Regions from separate parts of the Zea mays genome. Here region 1 is linked to region 2. Evidence: chromatin contacts called from public Hi-C data. All regions are on one chromosome and are shown on one strand. Each heading gives the region's core, a stretch centred on a gene start, on an enhancer-like site or on the middle of the called end of the contact. The rest is flanking DNA. Distances are from core to core; before and after follow the strand shown.

What was found. Hi-C and Micro-C count contacts between places; a contact is called where the count stands out from the background.
Region 1: a contact with region 2 is called in a Hi-C map of leaf, with 4 times the contacts expected there. The contact joins the promoter of LOC100193963 here to the promoter of LOC100282631 in region 2. A contact is called at or near these places in 6 of 25 Hi-C or Micro-C datasets (bundle sheath, ear, leaf and 1 more).

The regions. Positions count from the first base shown.
Region 1 is chr3:229,617,128-229,622,960 of Zm-B73-REFERENCE-NAM-5.0, reverse strand. LOC100193963 reads right to left here and starts at 2,561. Exons shown (of 7, transcript NM_001139031.1): 1 at 2,261-2,561; 2 at 1,848-2,108; 3 at 1,433-1,451; 4 at 1,113-1,332; 5 at 823-1,004; 6 at 317-736; 7 at 1-213. The coding sequence starts at 2,385.
Region 2 is chr3:229,380,086-229,385,676 of Zm-B73-REFERENCE-NAM-5.0, reverse strand. It overlaps LOC100282631, which reads right to left and starts at 1,883. Exons shown (of 6, transcript NM_001155539.2): 1 at 1,602-1,883; 2 at 1,420-1,456; 3 at 1,073-1,289; 4 at 802-963. The coding sequence starts at 1,644.

The DNA of each region.
Region 1 (5,833 bases), core at 1,312-3,811, 240 kb before region 2:
GACCGGCAGCGAGAAGAGCACGGTGATGGTGGCCACCCAGAGCACGGCGACCCAGCCGACCAGGACGCCGTAGCGGCCCAGGTTGAATGGCCCCGGCACGAAGTACTTGCGCGCCAGCGTCACCCGGAACAGGATCGGCAGCGCGTACGAGATGTACAGCCCGATCGTCGCGATGGAAACCATGGCCTGGAACGCCACCAGGCTTCCCAGAGACTGCATATATGGTTCGCGGGTTCACATGGATGACTGATGAGACGAGACTGCCGAATCCTTCATGCGTGTGTGGAAGAAAAAAAAAACCGAAATTTACATATACCGGCAGCGCCATGCAGAGCGCGACGAGAGCCGAGAGCCAGACGGCGTTGATGGGCACCTCCTGCTTGTTGACCTTGTGCCAGACGGAGGAGAAGGGCATGGCGCCGTCCCTGGAGAAGGCGTAGGCCATCCTGGAGTTGCTGGTGACGGAGCTCATGCCGCAGAAGTAGACGGCGACGGCGACGACCCCCAGGCAGACGATCCCGCCGGCGCCGCTGCCGTAGCGGCTCTTGAAGGCGAGGTAGAACACCTCGGCGATGGCGTAGCCGCCGGCGTCGTTGTCGGGGCTCAGCAGGTAGGGTATGTCCTTGACCGCGAAGGTGACGCCGAGGATGTAGCCCCAGCCCACGAGGATGGAGATGCCGATGGCGCTGATGATGCCGATGGGGCCGTTCTTGTCCGCGTTCTTCGTCTCTTCGGTCTGCACTCGACCGCGTCAGGGCTCATCAGGACAGAGGACGCCGCGGCATTGGAGATAGGCTACTCTGTTGTTTGGTGCGTGCGTACCATATGCGCCGAGGCGTCGTATCCTGTGAGCGTGTACTGGCTCATGAGCAGGCCCAGGACAAAGATGTACAAGTTGCTGCGGATGCCGGCGCCGTTGTCGGTGTTGAAGTGGGTGAACACGAACTCGGCGCTGGCCCTCTCGGTGGCAACGGTCGGCACGGCAACCATCAGGACAAACACACCTGCAGCGCAGGAATATTTAGGCATCCATGCGATGCGCGTGCATCACTGGCATCTTCTTAGCCGCCGCCGCCGCCGCCGTAACCCGTAAACACAAGTCGAATGGTTACCTAGCATGTTCCAGGCCGCGGCGAACTGGCCGAAAAAGGAGAGGAAGGTGATGGGGAGGCTGTTGATGACGGCGTGGCTGAGCAGGATGGCGGCGTGGAAGCCGATCACCATGTACTTGGACGCCAGGTAGCCGCCGCCGTTCTTGCCGCCGGTGGCGAGCAGGATGATCACCTGGATCAGCTGCGCCAGGGAGTAGTCCACGCTGGTGGTCACCGCCCACTGCATAGAGCGGCACACACTACCTAAGTTATATAGCCAGCCCAGGGAGCAGTAAAAGTCACTCACTCGCTTGGTTCAGGGCAGGCAAACGATGGCTCACCTGTCCGACAACATTGAACCTGAAAGTCACAGAAAAACAACAACAACAACATGTGCATTATTATTAATATTAAGTTAAGAGTCTAAAAAGAAATGTGCTGGGAATAATCAAATGTATAGTAGTACATCAGCAACGTGATGGAAACTTAAAGAGAGAATGGATGTCACCAACAAGGTTCTAAATGCAGGGGAGTTGTCGCTGTGTTCATCGCTAAAAGTCCTTGTCTCAATCAGAGCAAACCTACTACCTACTCGTGTAGTCTTATTATGCTGTAGATGTAAGTGAAGCTATGTTTTCACATGATCCATTCCACCCCGGGACCCGGGCCCTTGAATCCCCAATTCCTAAAAGAACGTAGCGCTCGCGATCGAGATGCATGGCGTGTGTGGCTGCGGACGGGCAGTCAGCAGCGTACCATCCGGTGATCCAGGAGGCGAAGGGCGCCCAGCGCTTGCCGGAGAGGCGCGCGCTCCAGTAGTAGAGGCCGCCGGAGGTGGGGAAGGAGGAGCAGATCTCGGCCATGGAGGCGCCGACGGCCATGGTGAAGGCGCCGGCGACGAACCAGCCGAACGTCATGGTGGCGGGCCCGCCGAAGTTGAGCCCCGTGTTGTAGAGCGTCGTGATCCCCGTCAGCACCGAGATGATGGAGAAGGAGAAGGCGAAGTTGGACAGCACCCTGGCAGGTCACAGACAGACAAGCGCGCGTGTCGCCGCGGTCGATCCAAGGAACGAAACAAGTAGGTGTGAGTGTGGGCGCCGCCGGCCGAGCGAACGAACGGATGAAGAAAGGAGGCGGTCGGCGACGGGACTGGAGAAAGGACGACGTACGAGAGGTCGCGCTTCAGCTCCTGCTTGTACCCGAGCTCCCGCAGTCGCGCCAGGCCGGTGTCGTCGCCGGCGGTCGTCCCGGCGCTGCTGCCGCCGCCGTCGGCCGCGGACCTGTTCCACGTCATGGCGCGGCGCGTGGGTCTAGCTAGCTCGGTGACTGGCGGAGGCTGTGTTGCTGCGGTAGGAGACGGCGGTGAGCTTGAGGCCAGGGGAGGAGGAGGATAAATTATATCGGTGCTGCTGCTAATTGGAGGAGGGATGGAATCATGCAAGTGTGGCCGCTCTGGGCGTTCCGCGGCTGCTGCAGCTGCAGTCAACACGAAAGTGCGTCGGGGCCCGAGAAAACGGGCACCAGATGTGGTTGCTGGGATGGGATGGGTCCGTTGAACTCCGATTCTGTCCGACTGGACGATGGATCTGCGACAGCAACGAGATTCCCTGCCCGAATGGAGGATGGACATGACCTCATCGTCTGGCAGACGGGCGGCACGCGTATGAGTAGGGATGTTCAATTTTTTTTTGTTTCTTTTTTCGATCCTAAATAAATAAATAGGATATAGAATTTGTTATATAAATTTATATTCTTATATTTAAATAATTAATATAAAATCCGGAGTCAGAGAATTCAAATGCTTTTTTGCTTTTTCCATTGTAGCGAGAAAATAATGCTAAAAAAATTGTACAAAAAATTACTCTTGTGTTCAAATAATATGCTTAATAATATGACTATAATGATTAAGACTAAATTCTATATACATCTATGATACAAATATTAGATTTGTCATCATCTAATTCAGTTGTTTTAGCAACATCCCTAAAATAAGAGTACGTACACCTGTACAGCCCAACTGCTACAACCTTTTTCCAAAGACCAAAACTTGTATCTATAATCTACACAGTAGAGAAGATCAACCAATTGATCGAGTACGATATGGGGGCCGGCATACGCACGTCATAATATTATATATACACACACCAGGTGGCGCACAAGGGACACATCCAAAAGATAGAGTGTCACGGCCGTACGGCATGCAAAAAAGGCACACGGCGTGGTGTGTGTCACACGATGCGTTTTTTTTTAAGGTTGCGTCGTTATGTCCGGCGCTTTTTAAAAAGAACAAGGATTCCATGTGACGGCTACTGGCGGCGGCGCCTTCTCCGGCCCCGTCTTCCCCGACTTTAATGTAGAAAACTGTTTACACTTTGTTTTTAATTTTTTTATGTAATTTTCCTGAGTCGGAAACACCTCGCCAACAAAACACTACCGATTGAAGATTTATATAGCTGGCTACATAATAACGTGAGAAAGAAGAAAACATTACTGGACACTCCATATCACAAGGGCGCGTGGCCCCGATGGAATCACTTGTCTACGCAAACAAATGAAGAATAATCGGGCTGGCAGCCATACTTTTTGGTCGTGTTTCTTAATTAATTCCCGTGCAGGCCCGGAGTAGTAAAGGCTAGGGCGCACCTGGTTCTTCCAGGTAGTTTCCTTTGTTTCTGCTTCTGAGCTAATGCAAAACTCGTGCATTTTCGTTGCATCGGTTGATGGAAACATTAGGCAATTCTCTCGATTAAAAATGGATAGTACGATAGGACGATATCACTTAGGGCTGGACAAAATGTTCGTGGTTCGCTTGGTTCATGGTCAGCTCGGCTCGGGTCGAATCGGCTCGTTTGATTTTTTTCATTAGCTGAGCTGACATCCTAGCTCGCGAGCTAAACGAGCTACCATATTCTAGTAAAACGAAATTATATGCATATCATTTATAGAATAATTAATGAACATGTTATATATATATGTGAGGTGTCTATAACCTATGAATTAAACTAATGATTAATGAACTATGTCCATGTGTTAATTTGGTCTATGCAAATATAATTATGGGTTAAACTAATGAACATATAGATGAGTTGTGAATTAATGAGTGATGAATTGTACTAATTTGGTGTTATATTGACGTGGTTTGTTAAACTATGAGTATAATTACTATTTTCTATTGTTAAATTAGTTTGAAATTAGCTAAAAAATAATTATTATGTACATTTTTTTTGATCTGGTTCGCGAGCTATATGAGCCGAGCCGAGCTGACTCCGTGGCTCGTTAGCTTAACGAGCCAGCTCGAACTCGGACAAGCCGAACCGAGCTGGCTCGTTATCCACCCCTAATCTCACTGGCAGTGGCAGGCAGGCATATGGTCGAGAAGGACTAATAAGAGATAGAAGATTTATATACCCGGCTACATAATTATAGCCAATAAAAAATGTCGTATTATCTGTATTATATTATTGAGCTGCAGATGCGAATGGCCGCCGCTGTGTGGCCATCTTGTTGCCTGCGTATCACGTAGAGGCAAACCGGGTCGGCGCACCACAACCGCAGACGGTACACATCTGTGGCCTGGCCTGATCGGCGGCACGGACGGCCCGCAAGCAGGATCGTCTCCACCGACCGACCGGACAAACTGGCGAATAGGAGTGCAAGAAGGCTAGGGAGGAGATCTCGGCATCGGCAGGCAGACGACGGCGACGTACCAGCCGAACCGGGATGCCGAGATGGAGATTGGAGGTCGGCGGCCGGGTGCGTGCGCCGCGCGCGTGGCCGCGTCTAGATCTTGTACGGAAAGTATATATGCACAAGTGACTTGTGGAGCACCGTTAGCTTAGGGCATCCGGACTCCATAGTGAAAGCTATCGACTGCGATAATGGCGTGGACAGAAACGGGCCCAGACATTTGATATTGGGTATTCAAAAATTCAAAAGATTAAAGAAATTAGTGCTCTAACACTATTTTGTGTAATACATTATTGGTAAATTACTATAGATCACAAAAATTTTGGGTATTCAATGAATACCCATGAATACCCCCTGGGCCCGCCTCTGGGCGTGGATCGGAGCAGTCTGCAGTCCAGTCCAGTCCAGTCCAGGCATAACATGTATTTTTAGAGCTAGCTAGTTTAGCAAGCCCATTAATTTTTGCCAATATATATAATATAATTGTGCAATATATGTTCTCTATTTTAATAACATATTTACTTCTTCCTATACATCCTTCTTGTTTTACTAGAGAGAGCCAAAAGGTGGAAGAGGCCAACCTAGAGATAGTAATGGATAACGATTTTAAATGTTTTTCTTCACATAAGTTAAGTTCCTTAAATAACTTTAATTTTAAAAATAAATAAAAAAAATTAAGAATAGAGTCCGATTTTAATCTAATTTGATTATTAAATTTTATAGTATAAAATGTAAAACACGTTAGCACCCGTACCACTACCTTGCGTGCAGTTATCTGTTCTCCACCCTCCACGTCGGTTTCAAAGCATCAAATCGCTAGTACGAATTGCCTTTGACATGTTATTAGTATATATATGATGAGGTTGTTTTTTCTACACCACCATTTCGCCAATCCCAGCCCCACAGAATCGCTTTGACACGTTATTAGACTGTTTTGACACGTCTCCACTTCACCAGTAAAGTCGTCTTCTTCTTCTTCTTTTTTTTTTTTTTTTTTTTGCTTCGGCTCCATGAACACCTTCACCAATGAATTTATATATAACTGGTATAATTGT
Region 2 (5,591 bases), core at 634-3,133:
ATCAAGGTGTCCAGCAGGAACAAGAATTATAATACAATTTGACTTCGGTATTATTGAAATGGCCACAGGGCATCTATAAGCAGGGACAGATGATTGTAAACGTGGACATCCAATGCAACATTTAGAGACTATTAACGAAATTGGCTTTCCCATCGGTTTCCGTCCTAACAACTACGCTGTGGCCGCTACTACACATAAATATGGATGCCCTGCGCAGGCTGCAAAATCCTTAATAGATCCACTCGTGTCTAGAGTAGACTCTAGATCATGCAACAAGTTCTAAAGGTGAATGGGACTCTTGACTAGCAATCAATTAAAGCTAATAAATTAACACACATGACCTAATAAATTAACACACATGACCTGAAGATGTCTAAATCCACTCGCATGTTCCAGAAGTTCAAACACTAACAATGAAACACCTGACTACTTGAGCAGAACTAAATCCAATCAGCCCGCAAAGGTGACATTGCACTGGCAAGTGGGTCCACCAAATCCTTCCCCAGCCCACCATACCAAATTACAAGTTAGGCACGCATGCACGCACGCCTCGATCTCTCCCCACAACAGTGTCAGAACTAGTAACTTCTATCCGTATGATAACGATTAAAAATTAGCAAACACCAACCGACACGTGGTTCCCAAATTAAAGCCATGCAGATAAACGAACGCCTAACTGTTGCAAGCCACGACGGTAGGCAGGCGCGGCGGGTTCAAATGAGAGACTGGATAGATGACGGATCACGTACCATCATAGCAAAATTAAAGGGAGAGCGACTGGATAGATGATGGATCACGTACCATGATAGTGAGTGGTGAGGCGTACATCATCGAGCCGAAGATGACGCAGAGGATGCCGACGATCATGGAACGTTTCTCGTGAGTGTGCGCGCCGAGGATCACACCGAGCACCACGGCGACCATGAACAGAATCTCCACGGCCAGGATCGCGAACGCCTTCTTCTGCATTAAGCTCAAAAACCACCACCAGATGAGAGATACACTACACGTGGAGGGAAACAACAGCAGGGACAGATCATGGATCGGGCGAACAACATGGCACGACACTCACGCGCTTCTGGCTGTCGGAATAGAGGAAGAAGATAGTGAGGTAGACGGCCTCGATGACGAGGCCGATGCCGTTGATGGTGACGACGAGAATGCTGTTGGGGTGGACGACGGGGATGCCATAGAACACCCAGAGCATGCAGTTGAGCAGCGTCGCCAGGTAAGGGTCCGGCTTGAACTCCTCCACGTCCTTGGCCTTGTAGATCCGCCAGAACGTCAGCCTGCACAGGCACGCGAGAACACAGATGCAGGCGGCGGCGCGCCTCTCCATATATCAGTACAAACAAAACCCTAACCAAATCAAAAAAAAAAACCACCCAGATGAACCCGGACCGATCGATGAGTGCCTACACTGGGGACAGGAAGAGGCCGAAGGAGATGACATTGCCTGAAACCAAAGCGAGAAATTAACCACGCGTGAGCAGTTGAGCACCCCGAGAGAGACACCCAGCGAAATCGATCGAACGAAACCAAAACCCGACAGCCCGATCTGAGTTCCAGACTTCCAGGCGGCGCCTATCGTACGTACGTACCGATGATGCCGACTACGTTGCGGGCTGCGTCCGGGGAGATCATCTTCGGTCGCCGGGGTGGCGGCGGCGGCTACGGAGGTTTTGGAACGGGCCGGGCTAGACGAAGACGACGAGAGGCGACTACTGAGATTTGGGAAGGTGGTTGCGGTTGCGGCTTGGGGCAATCGGGTACGCCGTACGCCCGCACTTTATAGGCGCGAGGAGGCGAGGGTGGCCTGGCCCGGGGCGGGGGCAGGAGCGGGCGCAGACTCTGGCCAGGGCCGCCACGAACCGCGAGTCCCTGATCGCGTGGGCGGCGGCGCGTGTAGTCTTTATCCTGATGGAACCGGATGGATGCATGGATGGACACATCACATCTCCCTTAATCTCGGTTATTGTTGCGATAGAGGCTGTATGTTTGTTTGTGAAGTTAGATTAGATGATTTGAGCAGATTATAATCTAAATAAACCAATCTACAATCTAGCTTGTATACGGTTAAAGTCTCGTTGCATAATACTAGTTGTATACGTCGTCCAATCAAAATCATGTGTCTCGTGTGAGATATCGAAACCCTGATTTGGGAATTATTATTGATCTGTAGTCTCATTATGCAACGTCAATCTTTCTTAATTTTATTTTATTTGCACAATGTAACAAATCGCTTGCTAGTTTTTGGGGTGGTTGGGCTAGTTCGAGCTAGACCGGGCCAGAGTCCAGACATACTATTCCACTCAGCCCGGCAGCCTGGCCCAACATTAAGAGCCGAGCTAGATGTGCATGACAAAAGGCTTTGACTATCTTTTATGTTGCTAAAAACTGGCTTAAGAACTCGGCGTCGATCGTTTTAGCAAGAGCGAGTTCAAATTAAACCGACAGTTGGCTGTCTACGAGGGGATACAGGCAAAACACGAAGCGAACACCAATCATGCAAACGCGATTGGCATGCCGCGAGTGTCGTTTCTGGGGTTACACACTATTGGCATGAAGAAGCCATGCAGTGATGCATCACGACACATGCATGTATTTTATTTTTTCTGGAAGACGCATGCGCGGCAGAGCTGTTTCCGGACCCTTTAGACCAAGTCCCCATTCCTCCGTATGCACAGTGACGCGTAGAATGGGCGTGTATCACCTTACATGCCACCGTGAACCTTCAACCAATCAAAAGACGGTTGCCCAGAAGAGAGAACCGGAGAAGAGAGTAAAATAAAAGGCCTCCATTTTGCACGGTAGGACTACTAAATGGTGGAACAGTATCTCCATCATGAACCTTTAATTAATCAAGGATGAGGCATAGATGAACCGTGAACGCGATAGTTGATTTGCACGAAAGAGAGGGAACTCGGAGAAAAAGAGAGTGCAATAGGAGGCCTCCATTTTGCGTTGCATGATAGTAACGGCTGAACAGTATCCTAGAGCACATAAAATGGGGATGGAGAGCAAAATGAGAAGGATTCTGGAGTTGGTCAAATTGATTCAAGTAGACTGTTGAATGACAGAATCTGTCGTTTAAGCCGGTCACGTTTAAACAGTTCCTGGCCAATCAGCCAGCAAAGGCATCAAACAATTTTGATTTAGCCGATCAAAATTAACCCCCCATGGTTTAACAGTTAACATATGCTTGTAGAACAATGTAAAGAATGCAATATAACAAGTCAACAACATTACTAAGATGTGAAATCATAGTGTATATGCTTAGGTAGTTTCAAACGGGAAAGATGCAAGCAGCCTCTGCATTCCTTAACCACAACAGTGGCTTCTGGAATGGTGGTATCGTCCTAGAACAATTAACCAAGTGCTTTCCCTGCACTTGGTTAACCCCCAATCATTTGTACATGGCACATATAACAACATAAACATTTCCAACTCCAACATTCAATTCATATGTCATTCTTGTTCCGTCCCATGATATGTCTAAACTTATGGTTTTGACACCAGCTTCCCCCACAAGTGGATACAGTTCACTTCTCCACTCTTTTTGGATTGATGTATCCTCCTTTTTTTTTTGAAGGTGGTGTCATGAAAAGCTTCCGAACAGAGGTAAAAGGGTCATCCTCCTGAATCATAGTGTCGGTGTCTCAACCCTAGGGTCTTACCAACTAGTGAAATAATGATGTATGTCCTGGCTCAGATGGGTGATGCAAGGTAACACAAGTTGTTTATCCTCGTTCGGGCGAGAGAAATCCCTACTTCTAGTAGAGGGAGGATGAGACTTATATTATTTGCACCTAACTGCTTGCAGTAGGGAGTACAAGCCAATCAGGAGAGGGAAGGATCCCAAGTCCCAGAGGTTGATTGAGGCAAGTGCTAATATGGTGGTGGATGTGAGAACCGTGAAGTGTGCGCCTGCCCTCTTGAAGTCGTGGCTTCCCTATTTATAGTCTTAAGGAGGGCTGCTAGGAGTACCGGGGTTGGCAACATACGCTGAGGAGGCGAAGCCGAGCCCCTGTAGATGGTGTGGCCTGGGGCATGGGTCTTGTACTTGCTATTGACTTATGCCTGATGGAGACACCCGATTTTTGCTGAGAGTCGAGGCCAGGGCCAAGGGCTCGGTCACGTACCCGAGCCTACCTGACAAGGAGGTTGCCCATGCCGTAGTGGTTGGTGAAGTGCTGAAAGCTCTCTTGGGTTTTGGTGTTTAGATGACAACCCAGTTAAAGGACTAACAAGTGTGCTAAGTGAGGGTTCAACACAAAGTGAACGAGTCTTCCGCGGGCGATCGATCCAATGGCCGAGCACCATCGTCTTCCTCTAGACATTCCAGTCACGGCGCGGTCAAGGAACTGCAGCAGTGCCATTGCCGGTAATCACCGAGCGGGTGCCCAGGAGGCCCAACCTTAGAACGTTAGCGCGCAGAACAGAGAGGGAAAGGTGGCTAACAATATGGTGGAAGTCCTACCGAGGATTAGGCGCGCAATCACCCCGACCATGGCGCTCGGCGGACCGGGACAAATCCCATCGACGACGGGCAACTCCGGTAGCACAGGCAGTGATCTCTCGAGCACCCAGGGAATAGACAAGGTGGGTTGGCCGACTCGGTATCAATTTTATAGGGAGACACAGAGAGGACCCGAGGAAATTGGCACGCCGACGAGCTCGCGCGGATTCCGCGACGCGCCCTTCGCGGATTTGTTTCAGTGTATTCACAAGGTGGTTTCGAGGTGGGGGAGAACCCTGACAACGTGACCCCTCCAGTCGGTGTCTGGGCGCGTGACGAGGGAAGAGTCCGACTCCATGCCCCATTCGTCCGAGGTGGATCACACGCCGCGCGCGGCTGAGGGGCTGACCCCGTGGTCCCACCAGTCGGCGAGAAGCCAGAGCGTGTGGTGGCGTTTGGTTGCGGGTGGAGGGAGAGCTTACGATGACGGCCCACATGACAGAGGCTTGGGCGCGGACGAGTGGCCGATGGGGTGGGCCCGCCTGTCGGCGCGCGTTCACCCCCGGTTGGGCCGAGGTGGCTAAGCGGGTAGAATGGGCCGAGGGCAAGGTGAGGAAGTCGACCCAACAAACTCTTTTCCTTTTTCTTTTACTTTCTATTCTCCTTTATCTTATTTTCAAATTTCAAACTGAATTTTTAACTCTTGTTTTGAACTTCAAATTTCCAAGTGGCAAAAATAATCTTAATGTGAATACCACTCCTTGTGTTGGCAATAATATTGTTTATTTATTTTTCTTTTCTTCCTATTATTTAATCATAGAAGAAAACAATTGACTTTATTACAATTTCCTTTCTTTTTACTCATTTTCTGTTTTCTATTCTCATTTGAATTTAAATTATGATTCCTTTGTTTTTGATAAAAAACACTTTCAAATGTCTAAATCTTTTTAGCTAACATTATTTTATTATGACCATTTACTTTAGAAAGAGGTGAATTCTAAAGTTTAATTATTCATCAAGGTTACTTTATTTTGATTGTTATTATTATTATTATTATTATTTTCTAACTGATTTCCTTATATCACATGCTTAGGATTTCAGGTGTTACACTCTATCCAGATACCGTATATTT